3 separate regions of the Mus musculus genome follow, and regions 1 and 3 are each linked to region 2. A link is a contact called in public HiChIP or PLAC-seq and promoter capture Hi-C data. All regions are on one chromosome and are shown on one strand. Each heading gives the region's core, a stretch centred on a gene start, on an enhancer-like site or on the middle of the called end of the contact. The rest is flanking DNA. Distances are from core to core; before and after follow the strand shown. Region 1 holds the start of Platr20 (pluripotency associated transcript 20). Region 2 holds the start of Zfp354c (zinc finger protein 354C). Region 3 has its middle 27 kb from the start of Rufy1.

What was found. Promoter capture Hi-C pulls out the DNA fragments that hold promoters and counts their contacts. HiChIP or PLAC-seq counts read pairs in DNA pulled down with a chosen protein or histone mark.
Region 1: a contact with region 2 is called in a promoter capture Hi-C map of embryonic stem cells, with 3 times the contacts expected there. The contact joins the promoter of Platr20 here to the promoter of Zfp354c in region 2. A contact is called at or near these places in 5 of 39 promoter capture datasets (embryonic stem cells, hippocampal neurons, liver and 1 more) and 2 of 115 datasets of contacts at active chromatin or transcription factors (both in embryonic stem cells).
Region 3: an H3K27ac HiChIP or PLAC-seq map of embryonic stem cells shows a contact between it and region 2, with 5 read pairs. The contact joins the enhancer-like site here to the promoter of Zfp354c in region 2. A contact is called at or near these places in 5 of 39 promoter capture datasets (the 3T3-L1 cell line, cranial neural crest, embryonic stem cells and 1 more), 1 of 15 datasets of contacts at CTCF or cohesin (the NIH/3T3 cell line), 1 of 484 Hi-C or Micro-C datasets (cerebral cortex) and 9 of 115 datasets of contacts at active chromatin or transcription factors (the NIH/3T3 cell line, craniofacial prominence, embryonic forebrain and 5 more).

Annotation. Positions count from the first base shown.
Region 1 is chr11:51,217,980-51,222,159 of GRCm38.p6, reverse strand. Platr20 (pluripotency associated transcript 20) reads left to right here and starts at 1,742. Exons shown (of 5, transcript NR_110444.1): 1 at 1,742-1,792; 2 at 2,607-2,702. It overlaps Gm12569 (predicted gene 12569), which reads right to left and starts at 1,589. Exons shown (of 6, transcript NM_001378502.1): 1 at 1,518-1,589.
Region 2 is chr11:50,825,790-50,829,712 of GRCm38.p6, reverse strand. Zfp354c (zinc finger protein 354C) reads left to right here and starts at 1,982. Exons shown (of 5, transcript NM_013922.4): 1 at 1,982-2,134; 2 at 3,203-3,287. The coding sequence starts at 3,255. It also overlaps a transcript of Zfp879 not described here.
Region 3 is chr11:50,455,848-50,460,188 of GRCm38.p6, reverse strand. No RefSeq gene overlaps it. Among named protein-coding and RNA genes, the nearest start is that of Rufy1, 27 kb to the right of the region's middle. Within about 2 kb of position 2,563, at least 60 of the 459 cell types and tissues checked have an H3K27ac peak or open chromatin away from gene starts, as enhancers often do. A contact at or near this core is called in cerebral cortex, craniofacial prominence, embryonic limb bud and 2 more, where this site is marked.

The DNA.
Region 1 (4,180 bases), core at 493-2,992, 390 kb before region 2:
GATGGTCACCTAGAAAGGTGGTTAGGGGGCTGACTTTTCATCTCTCTGCTAGTCTTCTGTTGTGGAGGCTCCATTTCTAGAACGGCAACCTTTAGTGCCAGGAGAGCCATTCAATCTCATCTCCACTCTCTCTTCTGTGATCAGAGAATTTCTGTTAACTGTGCTCATGGTTTCTGGATAAACTGAAGACATGACTGCTCATGGTATGCTCAACCAGGGATTTTTCTTGTTGTAAATATGAGAGAGAGAAAACAGCCAGGGGCACCTGTGAGAGCCCAGAGCAGAGAGAATAGAGCAGATCGAGCATGTTCAGCAGACTAGATCTGGCTAGGAGAAAAACAGAGAGGAGATGAGAACCAGAGAGTGGAGCCCGGAGAGAGGGGGAACTCAGGAGAGCAGTGGAGGAGAGGGAAGAGCAGGAGGAAGGGAGAGAGGGAAGCCAAGGGCCGAAGGCATTAAGTAGCAGGATTATAAAGAGAATGAGGATCTGGACGGAACTAATCCCGCGAGTTGGGTTCTTCTTCTTTTCATTAAAAATAGATTCTTCTCTCATACACTATATCCCACCAACATTTCTCTTCCCACCATGCCTACCATCTACCCCACTCCCCTCCCCTCTGGATCCACTCCCCCTCAACATCCCTTCTTAAAAGAGCAGGCTTCCAAGAGACCACAACCAATTGTACACACAAAAAGAAAATACCATAGGACAAAGAAAAAGCCCTCAACCGAGTCTAGACAAGGCAACCTAAGAGGGGAAAAATAAATTGTCCTAAGTGCAGTCCAAAGTGTCAAAGACACACCCACTCCCACAGTTAGGAGTTCCACAAGAACAACAAGCTAACCGCCACAACATATATGCAGAGGACCGGATACAGATTTCTGTAGGTCCGGTGCTTGCTTTAGTTTCTGTAAACCATATGTGTCCTGCTTAGTTGATTTGGTGGGTCATATTCTCCTGGTGTCCTTTAGCCCCTCTGACTCCCAAGGTCTTTCCGCCACCTCTTACATGGAATTTCCGGAGCTCCGGCGGACTCCAGTTTAGACTCTCTCCACATAAAGTCTTAACTGTGGATCTCTGCATTTGCTCCCATGTACTGCTGGAGGAAGCCTCTCTGATGACAACGGGACAAGTCACTAATCTCTAATCACAGTAAAATATCATTAGGAATCATTTTTTAAAAAAAGACTAGTCGTGTTTGGTTCTACTCTAGATCTCTGGACTATTCAGTTTCCATTTTCTGGCCTTCCAAGAAGTGTCAGGCAAGGGCGCCCGCCCGCTCACGGAGTAGGTAAGCCTCAAGTTAAATCAGACATTGCTTTCTACTCTCACAAATTCAGTACCGCCATTACCCCAGCACATCTTGCAAGCAGGACACATTGTAGGTCAGAGGTTTTGTGGCGGGGCTGGCTTATTTAAGATATGGGATGAGACAGGGTCTCACCTCATAATCCTGGCTGTCCTAGATCTCGCTATGTAGACCAAGTTGGCGGGCAACTCACAGAGATTCACCTACCTCTGTCACAGGAGTGCCCGGATTAAAGGCATGCACCACCCTGTCTTGTTGGAGTGTTGTTTTGTACACTGTGTGAAGATGTGTCTCTGTCCTTCCTTGCCTGCCTAAGGCACCTTCCGATTGGTTAAAATAAAAAGCCTATGGCCTATAGCAAAAGGCAGACTAAGAATAGTAAGGTGGGACTTCCGGACAGAGAGGGGAACTCTGGGAAAGAGAGACGGGCGGGAGATTTGCTACTGTGATGCGGAGAAAGTTGGACGTATGTAACCGAGGAGGTAACTAGGCAGAACTTAGTATAAATGGGCTAATGGAGTTACGAGCTAGTTAGGAGCAAGCCTAAGCTAAGACCAAAAGTATTGTAAGTAAATATGAGCCTTTATGCCATTATTTGGGAACTGAGGTGGACATAGAGAAAGACCCACAGTTGCGTTTGGTGCTCAATGTGCGGAAGAAAATCCAAGCTTAGAGCCTGGGGAAAGTCCTGGGTGAAGGCGGCTTCCTAGCCAAAGAGCAGGGAAGAAGCAGGAGACCGCCAGAGGCCGAGTGCTTCTTTAAGAAGCCCTCACTGAGCAGAAAAACCAGATCCACTATCAGAGCCTCGGGGCAGAGAAGGTCAGAGCAGCTTTAGACAGACACCTGGGAGCCAGGCCACTCGGGGTGCATGCACATACTTAGCCACACTTAGCACACCACAGCCACCACCCACCCCATCCCCAAGGCACAGCCACACGCACAATCTGACTATGTTGCGTGGCAGGCTTCGTCTCTGCTCATAGCTTCAACAGTGGAAAGGCTGAAGTCAGCCCACACTACTCCAGTGAGAGTCTTGGTGCTAACAGAGGTCTGAGCAAGCAGCCCCGGGGGCTTACACATGTGGGCCCAGGACAGGCAGGCACCCCATCCTACACACTCTGTGAGCTACTGGCAAAGCGAACAGATCAGGTCCCTGCACTCCAAAGCCCAGAAGCCTCGGCTCTTCCAGTAAACTGTTAGACTGAGCTGAACAGGGGGTCCAACTATTCCTTGTGGGCTTAAGGGCTGGGGCGGGGCCAACAGCGGGCTTGACTGGGAGCTGAATGTCTGGAACAGGGTTACCCTCAGTGGGAGGTGCAAGCCGCCGAACAGCTCAACAGAGACAACACGCGGAAGATACCTATCTAAGCCCAGACAGAAGCCCTTGAACAGGTAAAAAAAATATTTGGAATTATGCTTCAGTGCTAAAGAAAGAAAAGAAAAAAATAATTTAAAAATTAATAAAATAAAATCTCTTTGGGAAGGAGAGAGTTAGAGATTGAAAAAGAAAAAAATTCTGTGTTAAGAAATGGAAAACACAACAACACAGGGCATCTGGATTCCATATAATTTTGATACGATCATCAGCATACAAATAATTACACTTTCAGTAATGATGGCAATTTTAGATATCCTGTTTAAGAGAGATGAAAATAAAGCAGACTTAGAGAAGGAAAGACTGAAAAATTAAAGGCTGGAATGGAGGTAATAGGAAAGAGATTGGGAAATTCCGATTCGAAATAAATGATCTTCAGAGGTAGCCAGACCAAAGCCTAGAGCCACCTTGTAACTCTAGCCCTGTTCCAGACATTCAGCTAGCTAGTCAAATTTAATGGCAGCCTATTAAATTTCTAGATAAAGAGACTTATGCCGAGTTAAGAATATAGATCTGTTTAATGATGCCATACTATAGATTATATGTTTCAGTTTGTAGAGTTTGAAGAATTACAGTATATACATATGTTAATGCATCATACAATTGATGCACACTCAGGATTTCCATATGCTTTTGCCTTAAATTCTGAGAGAAATGATTCTGAGAGTGCACATTTATTAGAGATGGTGGCCATCTTGGAAATGCCTTTACAGACTGAAGCTGATGATGCTACTGTCTATGTAGCTATTAGAATACAGCCATATTGTAGACATTATCACACAGAGCATGTCACAGGTGTATCTTACATTGCTATAGGTCAGTCAGTTATGAAAGGATCTACCTATGCTTTAAAGAACATGCTAATAGACAGAAGAGGGACATGGGCTCTTAAGCCCATGTGGTGGTTTGAATGAAAATGGCCCCCATAGGCTCATAGGGGTTGGTAGTATTGGGAGGTGTGGCCCTGTTGGAGTAGGTCTGGCCTTAGAGCAAGTGTGTCACTCAGGCATGGGCTTTGGGGTTTCAGATGCTCAAGTCAGGCCCAGTCTCTCTCTTCCTGTGCCTGGGAAACCAGATGTAGAACTCTCAGCCTCCTCTCCAGCACCATGTCTACTTGTGTACAACCATGCTTCCTTCCCATCATAATGATTATGGATTAAACCTCTGAACTGTAATCCAGCTCAAATTAAATATTTTCCTTTATAAGAATTGCCACAGTCATGGTATCTCTTCACAGCAATAAAACCCTAACTAAGACACACAGATAAACTTTTCTTCCCCTACACTATATCAGGACTGTGCTTATTGCCACATTAAGGTAACTAGCACACTGAACTGGTGATAAGACACATGGAGTTTGATGAAAATTGGTTCTAGGTTTGTGGCAGGAATGTGGAAGAGTTTGAAGGTTCATGTTAGAGAAGCCTGAGAATGTCATCAATGTCTTTCTTTATATATAATTTATTTATTTATGTATTTAATATTTATTACTTTT
Region 2 (3,923 bases), core at 733-3,232:
GTAGCTGAACAAGAATATTGGCATCGGCTCTACCCCAGGAGCCTGCACAGCTGCTTTTGAGCACTTTGACAATGAGCTAGCACATGGAGATATCTTCCAGCTCAGGCCAAGCCTGAATTCTCCATGCTCCTGCAACGAAAGAACGTGACATCTCCAGCAACAGGAACTCTCATTTAGTTCTGGAAACAAACAAAAACAACAACAAAACCAGAAACAATTGCTTTTGTAGGGTAAGAGGGCCTCTATGGCCAGTGATACTGATAGAGGCAACACATACCTGAAACTGGGATTTTTTTTTCACTCAACAGACTGTGGCTTCTGAGAGAGCCTCGGTTTAGCAATGAAGGGCTATTTAAACACCTTCACTGCTGAGTTTTTGTTGTTCTTTAGGCTGACTTCCCAGATCAGAAATATAAACTTGAGAGAGTTAAGGTTATGTTTTTCTTTTAAACAAACAAACAAAACAAAACAACGAAACCCTAGAGGTTAGAGGTAGGCAGGATCTCTGAAGGTCCATTGCTGTCCCAACCAAATGGAAATTGATTTTAGGATTCAGCAGCTAGCTGGATTTAAAAAAAAAAAATCAAAAGGCATTCAATCAATTACTTTTATTTTTTAATCCTCCTGCTTTCTGAAGCCATCCTGGGATGCACATCAAGGCCCATGTCACATTGTTTTCTGTGTATTGTATACAGTAAAAATAAACTACAATGTGTTTAGCAAATTGTATCTTATATCTTGGGTATCCTAGGTTTGGGGCTAATATCCACTTATCAGTGAGTACATATTGTGTGAGTTCCTTTATGAATGTGTTACCTCACTCAGGATGATGCCCTCCAGGTCCATCCATTTGGCTAGGAATTTCATAAATTCATTCTTTTTAATAGCTGAGTAGTACTCCATTGTGTAGATGTACCACATTTTCTGTATCCATTCCTCTGTTGAGGGGCATCTGGGTTCTTTCCAGCTTCTGGCTATTATAAATAAGGCTGCTATGAACATAGTGGAGCATGTGTCCTTCTTACCAGTTGGGGCGTGGACACTATGCCCCCCCTTAGAATTGGGAACAAAACACCCATGGAAGGAGTTACAAAGACAAAGTTTGGAGCTGAGATGAAAGGATGGACCATGTAGAGACTGCCATATCCAGGGATCCACCCCATAATCAGCATCCAAACGCTGACACCATTGCATATACTAGCAAGATTTTATCGAAAGGACCCAGATGTAGCTGTCTCTTGTGAGACTATGCCGGGGCCTAGCAAACACAGAAGTGGATGCTCACAGTCAGATAATGGATGGATCACAGGGCTCCCAATGGAGGAGCTAGAGAAAGTACCCAAGGAGCTAAAGGGATCTGCAACCCTATATGTGGAACAACATTATGAACTAACCAGTACCCCGGAGCTCTTGACTCTAGCTGCATATGTATCAAAAGATGGCCTAGTTGGCCATCACTGGAAAGAGAGGCCCATTGGACACGCAAACTTTATATGCCCCAGTACGGGGGAACGCCAGGGCCAAAAAGGGGGAGTGGGTGGGTAGGGGAGTGGGGGTGGGTGGGTATGGGGGACTTTTGGTATAGCATTGGAAATGTAAATGAGCTAAATACCTAATAAAAAATGTAAAAAAAATAAACTACAATGATTAGTGATGTGGGCTAGGGTTCTCCTAGAGTTTTGTTTTGTTTTACTTTTTTTGGTTTTAGTCTCGCTATGTAGTCCTGGCTGTCCACATGTAGTCAGTCAGGCTGGCCTGGTACCTATGGGTACCTCGCTCCTAAACCCTAAATTCCACTTTTGTCCTGTCACATCACTTCACCCTCCTAGCAAACAAGTCTGAGGGACTGACTGAGAGAGCAGGGACAGGCTTGCTGGATTTGCAGTGCAACACGACCCGACTCAGCTTTCAGAACGCGCCTGGCCCCGGTGCCTTCTGGGAGGTGTAGTCAGAAAAGACCTCAGGCATGCCGGGAGTAGTAGTTCTCTGGGGCTTCTCCCGGTGGCGGGGCTGCTCGCGGCGTTTTGGGGGGCTCCTGGTGGAGGTGATCCTGACTGTGCTAGGAGAGAGCGTCTGGGGCCGACATCCTCGAGACTGCTCGTGCTGAGAGTGGTGGGAGCGAGCGCCGGCGTCCGTGAGTGGGGTGAAGAGGGGCGACCGGGGCGTAGCGGGCGGTGGGCTTCCCGGCGAGCCCGGCGCGGCCTGGCGACTGCTCTGCGGCCTCAGGCTCGGGGATCTTTCTGCGGGTTTGGCCCTCCACGAAGCGTGGCTGGGACCAAACTGCGGATCCAGAGGCCTGTGCATCTTCTGTAGCATCTTAGCTATGCAGATCATAAAATCAACAGCCGATACCTAGCAGTCTAATCTAACTTAATGAATTAGCGCATCTAATAGCAAGTTACAGGCCCCTTGGCCCTTCATTGTGCCTATGGTGCAGAAGAAGAAACCAAGGCACATTGTGGCCCGAGAGTTCTCTGAGTCTTGATCGGAGCCTTAGACTGAAAGCAGAATTTCCTTCCCATTTGTGATGCTTGCTGTCTTGTCACTTTGGGCAGGCTGTGAACCTCCTGGCTGTCCACCTCAGCCACGTCGACAGCACAGCCCCACCTCTGCTGCACAGAGGACTGGTTCCAGGAATTCCCAAACAGCCAACACTTAAGTTCTTGCGGTAGACAGACACAGCATTTGCAGAGAGCTTGGACACATTATCCTTTGTACTTTAAATCAGTCCTGCCCAACCTTTTGACATTGCCACGAATCTTGTACAAGGTGCTAAAGGGTCTGTAGGTGGGTGTGGAGGGATCAGTGTAAGAAAGAAGAAGAGTGATTAATATACAGAAGGGATGTAGTTTTGGCAGGTTGGCTTTGTCAGTGTTCCTGTCATTTGGTACCATTATGGGTGGGTTTTAAAACTTAATTTATTTTCATGTGTGTATGTTTGTGTCTGTTTGTGTGTCTGTGCCCATGAGCACACAGTACCTAAGGAAGCCAGAGAGGATGTTGGATCCCCTGTAGTTACAAGTAGCTGTGGATAGCCCAATGTGGGTGCTGATAATCAAACTTCTTTGCGAACAAGGGAAGTGCTTTTAATCACACAGCCACTTCTCCAGACCCCTTTGTGGGTGGCTTTACCCTCCTGGCTCCAAGCCTTCCCTTTGTACCAGAATTCCTTACTACACCTTTTTTTTTTTTTTCTTCCCAGGCATATTTGGTCAGCACTCGGCTCTCCTTTGGCAGAAAAACTAAGAAGGGAAATGGCTGTGGATTTGCTGGCTGCCCGAGGCACAGTAAGTGAAGCTTGTCTTTGCATAAATTGCTTTCTGACTCAGATGTGGATGTGTTTCCATTTTCTGCCCCTGCCAATTTTTTCCCTTGCAAAATTAGCATTTAACAGGGGTATGCAAACTCCAGTTTGAAGCTGACCTGCAAAGAAAAGATACAAAAGCCTCCCTCCTCACACTTATCAAAGGATTCTGCCAGGCCCAGCACAGATGATAGCCACCACCTCATAAGACCTCCCAGGTGCTTTCTTTTTTTATACAGGGAGTCCTTCAGATGGAGTGCCTACCCCATTGTGTTAGCCAAAGACAGAGCTGTGAAGGTCTCCCTACCATTGGATCTCTCCTCTGGCTCAATCCCAGAATTCTCTCTTCTCCCTCATGTCCCATTTCCTAATTTCCTGCCTAAACCAAAGGCTTATTTATTATTTATTTTTTAAATTATTTCTATTTTTTATTTTATGTTATTTATTATATTATATTTTATTTATTATTATTATTATTTATTATCAACAGGTACCACATCCATACAGACATAAAACATAATTTAAAATATCTTCTGTGGCCTTCAGTTGCCAGGGAAATTTGGCCCTTTCTTTTGGGTTCTTAACTTCATTAATAAAAGAACCTAGACATGTACTCAGA
Region 3 (4,341 bases), core at 1,314-3,813, 370 kb after region 2:
CCCACTCATGGGTGTATATATATATATAATATATGTAACATATATGTATTATATATCTCCCAATAGAGACATTAAATATATATATACATATATAATCTATATAGTCTAACACTTATTCCCTCCAAGCCCTTACTTGTTCTCTCTCCAGCTTCCCCTGTTGCCATCTCTCTGAATTCCTTGTCTCCAAGACAGCCTTGCCCACCCCCATCCATCCAACAGCCAAAGCAGCTCTCAGAAAAATACCTTCTCTCTCTCCATCTTCCCTGTTTGGAATCTCTCCTGTGAGCAGTCTGCGGCCCCCCCCCCCATCCTCACCCTCTCAGATCCTGACCCTCCTATTGCAACCTCTAACCCCAGGACCAGGGTTTCACTACCCCTTCCCTGGTTGTTGGTTCCCTGTAACCCATAGCAGAACAACTGAGGGAGATGCACCTCTCCATGACCTTAGGTGGATGTCACATATTATTTAAAATCTGTCGAAATCACTGTTGGCATTGGTAAGTTCTTCAACTTTATTATAAGTGTTCTTTCTGATACTGGTTTTCCTATAAACAGACAAATATGTTTGGGATTAGGCAATCCAACTCTAATTAGCAGCTGTGGGACTCTCCCTTGCTGCTGAGCTGCCTAGAGAAAAGTACCATGGGTCAAACAACTACCCCATGCCAGCCTGACCATCTGGAACAAACCAGATACCCTGAGGCAACCATAATGAGACTGCACTGACTGTGTGGCCCGTGAAAACACAACTCAGTCAAAATGCTGTCAAGCAGCTTGTACCAGACTTCTTCAGTCACGAGCCTGGGTGAATCATGTCCACCTTGGCCAGGGAGCCACTTCTGTGGTGGAAAGGCCACTGTCACTAATACTAAGGAGCAAGGGCCTGATTGGTCCCAGGCTAAGAGATGAGATACTGGTGGCTGTCAAGGACCAAGGTTTAGATATCAAGCCCTGCAGGAAGACTGTAGAAGGGCTACTTGTCAACTGCTTTTGCCTTCCCACCACTGTACTTCGCTTCAAACACTAAAGAACAAGAAAGCTGCTAGAGGCTAGCTTTGTTTGTTCCTTCCTTTGTTTTGGCCTCAAACTGAAGATAACCTTGAACTTCTGATCCTCCTGCTTTTCCTTCCCAAGTATTGGGTTATAAGTATGCACCATCCCTGTGGATTTATGAGACCCTGGGATTAAACTTAGGACCCATGCGGTAGGAAAGCCCCCTACCAAATGAGCTATACACCCTTTATCCCCAAACCAGCTTTTATAGAGTTTCTTGCCTACCAACTTCTATCTAGGTAAAACAAAAAGAACCTTCAGCCAGCTTATTGGTGTCATGGAAAGGATATGAAATTACCCTTTAGAATGAGCCAGAGTCAGGGTGCTGATCGGCAGTTGGATGGAAGAGCATTAAGAAATATAGCAACATACCAGAGGCAACAGGAGGTAGCCTTGAAGAGAGAAAGAGGGAGAGGCTTCTGGTCAGAAGCTGGAGCATCATAGTTAAGAAACTGCAAGGAGGTGTGGCCTGATTTCTGGGAGAGTCTAGGACAGCAAGAGGGGCTGGGATCTAACAGTGTGTGGTCGTACACTTTGAGACTAAAACATGTTCTACTCTGTTGATTCTTTCTGTGTCCAAGAAAAACATGGCTTTGGGACTACTTCTTCAAGATTTCGGGCAGTTCTGTTCTGGCCCCACATTCTAGATGTCCCATCCACCCCTGCCTTCGCGGCCGTGTTGGTCGGGGTCCACGCCGTGCATCTTCATTTTCTGATCCACAGTCCAAGTCCCTGACCCCAAGCCTTTCCATCAATCTTGGTCATGGGATTTTTTTCCCAAGCATTACCACTGTAGATAGAGAAAGCCTGCTGTCTGCCAGAACCGACCCTGAGGGCCCAGGCCCATACAAGATGTTCCGGTACCACCGGATTACAAAGAGCAGACACAAGCCTGCTTGCTGCCTGCAAACAGCAAGAACTTGCTAGAAAAGCACACTGTAGACTTGGACCTAACTTTTACATCTTTATCTGTTTGAAATCTGAACTCCCTCGCCACCACCACCACCACCACCCCACCCCCCGAATTCCTAGTGATCCTTGAATAAAAAGAGTCCTCACTAAAAAAAAAAAAAAAAAAAAAAAAAAAAAAAATATTGGGCAGTGATTAAACTGATATTGTTGGACTTCAGGGAGTCGTCAACATCTTCGTGAGTTCCTTAAATAAAGAGATCAAACATTGACTCAAACGCTGATGGCCAGCCCTTGAATTGCGCCTGCTAGTGTCAAGGGCACTGCGAAGAGAACCCTGGGGACGCGGGGTGGGGGCGAGCCTCTCTGTGCTGGGGAGCCTGACTGTGGAACGCCTCCTTTTTGTAGGCACCTCTGCCTTTTACGCCAGCCTTGCCTCTGGTACTTTTCCATCCTTGCCTTCTGAATCGCTGCCATTCGGTCCGCTCCCCAGATAAAGTCACATGGAACTTTTTAAAGTTCTCTCACACAGAGCTCAGACTCATAAAGACAGTAACCAGAGCTCCAGGAACTAAAGAAAAGCGGAAAGGGGAGCCTAGGCCTCCTCGTTACCGCGGCTGCCAGGAGCCGAGCAGGTGAGCCTGCGCCAGCCACCTGGCTGTGCATCCCCACATGTCCCCAGCGGCCTACTGCCATGGAAACCGCACATAGCATCTCCTGCCGCTCACACCCTCCAGAAGCCAGACAACCGGGTTTGGCAAGGCCACAGGGTGGGTAGAAAAGACAAAACAAAAAACTAAACTAGCTAAGCCTTCTCTGCTCCAGGCTGACACCTCCTCCTCCTCCTGGCGTCTTGGACAAGACAGCCCCACTAATGACTTCCTCCCCTTGGAAAGTGGAAAGTCAGATCTCTTGCTTGGGAGGCTCTGAGGCACCAGCAGCCCTGTAATCTGTCTCAGTTACGACGCATTTGAATAACAATGATAAGGACTGCTCCGAAGGGACAAAGTGGGAAAGTGGCCTCCCAACCTTTCCAGCCTGGAAACTGAATTGCGAAGTTTCACCCCCACCACACACCCCGCCCCTTCATGGAAAACACGATTGCTAAATAGGCCAAATAGCGATCTCTCCACAGCACCCAGCAGGAAGTTAAGAATTAAAAGTTAGAATATCGGTCCTCTCTTCCATGCCCTGCACAGGTTCCAGGAATGAAATCCTCCTGGTAACTATCTCCCTCCTCCTCTTCCTCCTCTTGCTCCTGCTCCTCCTCTTGCTCCTCCTCCTCCTCCTCCTCCTCCTCCTCCTCCTCTTCCTCCTCAATGGGGACCCAGGCGGTGGGAGACAAAGCACAGCAGCACCTCAAATCCCAGCACCCGGAAACTCACTTGTATATGAGAACAAGTGAAACCTGGTCTTCATGGTTCTGGGATAGTCGGAGGCTGCATAGTGAGACCTTTTCTCACAGCACATCTGCGTGCACACTCAGACACGAAATACACTCGGTGAATGACAGCCCAAGTTCTTCACAATCTGTCCCTGATCCTGAACCCTCCCAATCACCAACAGCTTGAACCTGAATCCCCACCGGCTTGCCTGTCCATCATTCTTTAAACAGTCTGGGCTCCCTTCAAGATTCTTCATTCCAGCCAGACACTCGGGAGACAGAGACAGAAGGAGTAGGAGCTAGAGGCCAGCTTCTGCCATATAGTGAGTTGGAGGCCAGCCTCAGCAACATGAGATCCTGTCTCAAAAAACAACATTAAATAAAGCTTCCTCATTCAAAATACCATAAATCAAGTCTAACAGGACATCTCAGTGTGACTTGCGTAAATAGAAGCTTTGATAATACCCTGAAGCAAACCCCATGTCGCAAGGGAAAGGTGTGAGGGCGTAGGACTTGATAGCTAGAAAACAAGGAAGAATTAGAAATATTCTTGCCAAAGAGACTCTCAGTCATTGATGGGAGAAGATGGGATGATATAAACCCCAACAGAGGGACAGCCAGCAAAGTCTGCAAGATAAGGGATGCAAACGCCCTGAGATGCAGCAGTCCCACTACTGAAATCAAATCTATAAAGACAAATCCACACAGACAAATGGCAGATACGCAAGTTTATTCTCTGGGCCATTTGCTGGAATGGCAGACATTTGAAACCCCCACTACTTGCTAACCATAGTGTAACCATCCACAATAGTGAGGTATTCAGATCTGCCAGTCAGCTAGTGAGCTCCAGCATACATTGGTAAAGGTATGGCACGCCACCTTTTTAAGGCAGGTATGCCGAAACACATTCATATGCAAGTGCATGAAGAAACACTCGATGGGCTAGGGCTAGCTCAGTTGGTAGAGTTAAGTTACACGCACAAAACTCTGGGTTC